Linked DNA regions of Mus musculus: region 2 is linked to region 1. A link is a contact called in public HiChIP or PLAC-seq data. All regions are on one chromosome and are shown on one strand. The core of a region is the stretch at or near the end of the contact, and the rest is flanking DNA. Distances in the headings are between cores, read along the strand shown.

The links. HiChIP or PLAC-seq counts read pairs in DNA pulled down with a chosen protein or histone mark.
Region 2: a contact with region 1 is called in an H3K27ac HiChIP or PLAC-seq map of embryonic stem cells, with 5 read pairs. The contact joins two enhancer-like sites. A contact is called at or near these places in 2 of 39 promoter capture datasets (embryonic stem cells and stem cell-derived epiblast-like cells) and 5 of 115 datasets of contacts at active chromatin or transcription factors (bone marrow-derived macrophages, double positive thymocytes, embryonic stem cells and 1 more).

Annotation. Positions count from the first base shown.
Region 1 is chr10:59,579,294-59,582,190 of GRCm38.p6, forward strand. All of the region lies in intron 1 of Mcu (mitochondrial calcium uniporter), which reads right to left. It overlaps Gm40671 (a long non-coding RNA gene), which reads left to right. Exons shown (of 2, transcript XR_871744.3): 2 at 2,156-2,897. Among named protein-coding and RNA genes, the nearest start is that of Gm40671, 5.3 kb to the left of the region's middle. Within about 2 kb of position 1,403, at least 31 of the 459 cell types and tissues checked have an H3K27ac peak or open chromatin away from gene starts, as enhancers often do. A contact at or near this core is called in embryonic stem cells, where this site is marked.
Region 2 is chr10:59,794,672-59,797,568 of GRCm38.p6, forward strand. The region is part of intron 8 of Micu1 (mitochondrial calcium uptake 1); the gene reads left to right. Among named protein-coding and RNA genes, the nearest start is that of Gm17059, 4.1 kb to the right of the region's middle. Within about 2 kb of position 1,365, at least 14 of the 459 cell types and tissues checked have an H3K27ac peak or open chromatin away from gene starts, as enhancers often do. A contact at or near this core is called in embryonic stem cells, where this site is marked.

The DNA of each region.
Region 1 (2,897 bases), core at 153-2,652:
TTGCAAAACAAGAGCATTGCTTTACAACTGTTTTTTTATAGAGTAATATATATTCACTATAAAAGCTAAAATTGCATGCAGACATACATAACAGAAAATGACTTTTCTGCAGTCCCATTAACTATAAATGCTTTAAACTCAAAACTGTGTCATGTTCTATTATTATAAACTCTCAAACGTGCAGGATTCACAAGGTATTATGCAGACTCAAGCACATTCTCTGCCTCTGCTGGGAAACTATTGGTGTTAAAACAGTCTAGCAATGCACAGCACACACTCGTCACAGCTGGTGCTTATAAGTCCTGTGACTAAGACCTGAGTACCAAGGCAGACCACTAAGTTCTGAATCTAATAGTGAGTGGCTACTACCTTCCTATAAAATTATCCTCTTTTTTTCTTCTAAATACACAAATTCTAAATATTTAATCCTTAAAATATACTGGTACCCAGCCATGGATACAGTGCGGCAGCTGGATCACAGTCCATGTTCAGTATGTTATACTTCTCTTAATAGAGGCCAAGTTGGTCTGTGGTCTCACTGTCATAGGAGATGTGAGGAGGACACTCACATGTCATTGTCAGATGTTTGTCACATTGCAACTGAACCACGTCACATTCCTTTACAGTTACAGTACCGTGTGAGGATCACACATGGAATTTGACATCAGTGATTTCCACAGCTTGATGAATACAGTCTATCCAATAACTAGTGTCAATCTCTATTTGGAAAATGCAAAACTGACAACTCCCTGTCATTTATGGATTTGCCAAGCAAGTCATTAATATTCCACCCATGTTATTAGTAAAAATACTGCACAGTAAAAAAAATAAATAAAACTACTTAGTTATAAATGGGGATAAAAAAATGATAAATGACACAGTATCCATGGGCCTTGGGCACATTATGCTCTGTAGAATAGGCCAGAACCAGAAAGATAAATATTTTTTTTTTTAAGATTTTTTATTTATTATTATATGTAAGTACACTGTAGCTGTCTTCAGACACACCAGAAGAGGGAGTCAGATCTTGTTACAGATGGTTGTGAGCCACCATGTGGTTGCTGGGATTTGAACTCTGGACCTTCGGAAGAGCAGTCGGGTGCTCTTACCCACTGAGCCATCTCACCAGCCCCAGAAAGATAAATATTATAAGATTCTTCTTACATAAAATGTGTAGACTAGGCAAATTCCTTGAGATGGAAAGTAGAGTAAAGGTTACAAAGATGTGGAGGGAGAGGGAGTCTTTGATGAGTGAAGTTGTTACTGAGGCTATGGGAACATTTTGTAAACAGAGAGTGGTGAGGGTGAATTTCTTGTCACTGAACTGTACACTTGCAAATGTTAAAGAGACTGCATGCATTTTATCACAATGCTTGTCCAATGGAGTCATTTACTGGTCTAGATGGCAACTTAGATGAGTCACAAGGTTACCATGCTAAGAGAAAGAAGGTAATCTCACAAGGTTACGCATTGTGTGATTCTATATTTATAACACTCTTGAAATGACAAATCTGTAAAAAAAAATGTAGAACAGATTTGCAGTGGAAAAGGAGAAGGGTAGGTAAGACATTGGTGTGGTTACAGACCGATCTGAGCAGGAGGCTTCAGGTGACAGCCTGGTTCTGTACCTTTCTGCTCCTTCCTGAGGTGTGGTCTTTTGCTGTGTATTGTAATGGTAACTAGTGGCCTCCAAGGCCAGGTGGCTCGCAAGGATGAGAATCCAACCCTACAATGGGACCTTGCTCCTTTAATTTAAAACTATTGGCTAAATAAAGATGCCTATAGCCAATAACTGGGCAGAAAAGAGGTAGGTAGGGTTTGGGTTCCTGGGCCTGGGGTCTGAGGAGACCACAAGGAGAGAAGGAGAGAAGGAGGGAAGAGGAGAAGACACCATGGGTTAGGTGAGTCATAAACACACGGCTATGACAGCTGGCCAACTGGAGTTAAGAGCTGCCCAGATGGAACATGGCAAGTTATAATTCGAGGTTATTGATGGGAACTAAATTCTAATAGCTTAGAGGATAGATATCTGTCCAGATCTAGTGCTGATTAAGGCTTATTATAAATATAAAGTTTATGTGGTTTTTATCTGGGAACTGAATAATTAAAGGCAGAGTAGAAGCCCTGGATTGAGATTAAATATTTTCTACAACAGCTCCTCCCCGTTCCCACTCTGGGATCGGAACCCAGGGCCTCGTGGCCTGTAGGCAAGCCCTCCCTGGACTCCATCTCCAACGCTGTGCTGTACCGTGACTGAGGTACTGGAAGCAGGGACCTATTCCAATGATGAAGTGTGCCTTCCTCTAAGTACACACAATGAGGGCCAGTGAAAGAGAAAAGCTCAAGACAGGTGAGTGACGTCAGTGTTCTGGCTGTGACATAAATACTACGATTCGGCAAGTGCTGCCACTGGAGAAGATGGGTGAAGTGTCCACGAGACCACTCTACAGCGTTTCCCACTGTTCCATACATCTACAGTCTTCTCAAAGTCTAACTTAGAAAGCAAAAAACGATGAAGCTAGGCATGGTGGCAAATGCCTTTGATGCCAGTACTCAGAAGTGGAAGCAAGCAGATCTCTGTGAGTTTGTGGCCAGCCTGGTCTAAACAGAGTTCCAGGAGTGTCAAGGTTGCATATATACCCTATCCCCAAAACAAACAGAACAAACTTATTAAAAACAGTGAATAGAAGAAGGGAAAGCTTACTCTCTCACCCACTGCTACCATTTCCCACTGCCTGCTGTTACCATGGTTACTAAAACCGCAACCTCCCCTCATTAGACATTCATCCTTTTATTAAAATTCCTCACAGGTTTGTTTAGTTGTAAGTTTAGTTAGGTATGAGAATGCAAGTCTTGTTTATAAAAAAATTATTAAAATCTTGGTTTACTATTAAACA
Region 2 (2,897 bases), core at 115-2,614, 220 kb after region 1:
TAGGATCCACTAAATCCAACTTAACTCAAACACCACGTCAATGCAGACGACAAAAATTTACTGTAATCAAGCTGCTACTGATTGATCCGGGCCACAGAACAGACTTGGGAGCTGAACTGGGACCCTAGAGAGAAATTACACAGCACATTTAAAGGATGAGACCACGCAGCGAGAGGGAGCGGAGTGGGCTGTAGCATTGTCCAGTCATATTTTGACTTAAGGGGTTGAGCAAGGGAGTTTTCACCAATCAGGATAGGAGTCGGTTCCTGGGCCTGGAACATGACCTTGTTTGACCCTGCCAGCAAGATGGAGAGGTTGTCCTTGAGATGTCTGGACTGGGACAACTTTTTCCTTATAATGTAAGGGTCCATGCTTCCCCGAAGAATGAAACCCCAGACTCAAAACAGTATGAAAGCGCAGAGTGTTTTATTCTTCAGAAGTCCAGCATTCTCCCATTACCAGGATAGAGAGACAATCACGTGAGCCTGAAGAAGGCTCGCTTTAAAACACATTGGAATTCTGGGATAGATGACCTTTGTCTTACTCCACCTCTAGACTTTCTGGAACCATTTTCAAGGTGTGAAGTCTGGAAACTGCTGCCGACCCATTGTCTTTGCCTCGGGCCAGGTGGTGGGCAGCTTTGAGGGCAGGACTTGCCTGGGCTTGCCCAGTTCTTAGAAACTGAGATTTAGGCCTCGTCTCCTGAACTGCCAGTTTGAAGCCTGTCATGGAATCAGCCGAGCCTTCTCACTAAGAGAAGCTGTTCAGCTATTGGGAAGTTCCTAGCTCTCCTAGAACCTGGGACCTTTATTTAGTTTCTCCTATGATTAAATGGAATGTGAAAACAAAATGGTAGCACTTAGGTTAAGTTTCTTTTGCTTATTCCCACAGTGAAAAGAAAGAACTGATTCTACGGGGTTGTCCGATCCCTACAAGTGGGCCATAGCACATGGGCCTGCACATTCGTCTCACACACACACATAATCCAAATAAATAAATTGTTAAGGATTAGAGAAAATGAGATTAATACTTTTTTAAAATTTACTCTTCTAATCTATGAGATCTGGGGATTAAGTTCAAGTTCTTGGGCTTGGTGGCAAATGTATTTATGTACCAGCTGGCTTGCCTGCCTGTTGCTATTGCTTTCAGTGTTGGGTCTAACCTAAGTCTGGCCCAAGCCAGGCGAGTGCTCTGCCACTGTGCACTGTGCACAACACTATAGTCTAGCCCAGAGGGGTTAATTTCAGAGTGCCTAAGGAGCCCCTAGAATCATGTTTGGATCCATCCAAGCATAACTGTGTGTACCGTTTCTTGCTCTAACAGTGCAGGCAGGGATCACATTGCCTGTGAGAGACAAAGGCCAAGTGGTTACAGAAAAGGACGGGGCAGGAAGGCCTCCAGCTGGGCTTGGTTGTCCTCACAGCCTGTATTTGTCTTGGCTTTTGTTTTTGATCCTGGCTTTTTGAGACAGGATTTCTTAGCATAGACCTGGCTGGGTTGATTACACATTTTGTACATCATGCTGGCCTCAAACTTAGTCTCCTGGCTCTGCCTTCCAAGTACTGGTTTGTAGGCACGTGCTACCAAGCTGCCGGGTCCAGAGTTGATTCTTTCTTTTTTCCTCACAATTTATTTATTTATTTGATGTGCATTGGCATTTTGCCTGCTTGTCTGTCTGTGTGAGGGTGTCAGATCCCCTAGAACTGAAGTTACAGGCAGGTGTGAGCTGCCAGGTGGGTGCTGGGAACTGAACCCGGGTCCTCTGGAAGAACAGCCAGTACTCTTAACCTCAAAGCCCCACAGAGTTGACTCTTAATTACATGCAAGCAAACAAAGCAGAGTTTTCATCGGGATTGCTTCTCTTTTACTCTTTTGCTTCTACAAAGCAAAATAGAGATAATAATAAATTTATAGTTTCTTATTCCATTCTCGGTTTTAGCTTGAATTATTCAATAAAAGGTACTTTACTCCTTTAAGTATTTATAACTTTAACAAGCAAAGTACATATTTAAAGGAGGTTTTTTGTTTGTTTATATTTTAAGAAAAAAGACCTATGAGCAGCCTCCTCCCTTGTAAAGTAATACAACTGTTGGTTATAAAGGTAAAGGTATTTTACTAATATTTTTTCTTTGAGGGAAAAAATCTATATACAGTATGACCTGCCTTATTCTTGTCAAAGTGTTGAGAGAAGACCAGAGCAAGCATTTTCTTAAATGTGAAAAAGTGGGCTGTGGTTTTTCACCAGAAACTATGATATTACCACAGCATTACAGACTGTGTGAGGAGGCTGCAGAAGAGACTCGGGATAACAGTCCAGGACGCTTGTCCCAAGGATCTGGGTTCAATTCCCAGGACCCACCAGGTGGCTCTCAACCATCTTAACTCTAGCTCCCCAGGATCCAGTGCCCTCTTCTGGCCTCCATGGATTCCAGACACACACATGGTGCACCATGTGCATGCAAACATACCCATGTGCATAAAATTATAATATATTTTTATGCAAAATATAGATGCAAAATAGAATTATAATGTAAAAATAAATTGTAGGGAAATAAGAAAACCAAAATTACAGTATGTCTTCACCCTGGGAAAATCCTCTTGCAACTTTAACAATACCATTATTTCAAATAACATACATGCATACATAGGTGCTCATGAATACTTAATATGTATGTACATGTGCTCATACACATATATTTGTGTGTGTGTGTATGTGTGGCTTTAGTGGTTTTATTTTTTGTCCCTTTCAAGTTCTTTATTTTGTTGTCTTAGTCCTTAAATCTAAAGGTCTGTCCATTTTTAAGAAGTCAATAAATAGGATCAGTAGCATGATCCATACACACTAGGGGTTAATTAAAGAACCAGAGAAATATTTTTATTGGTTTTTGTTTTGGGGG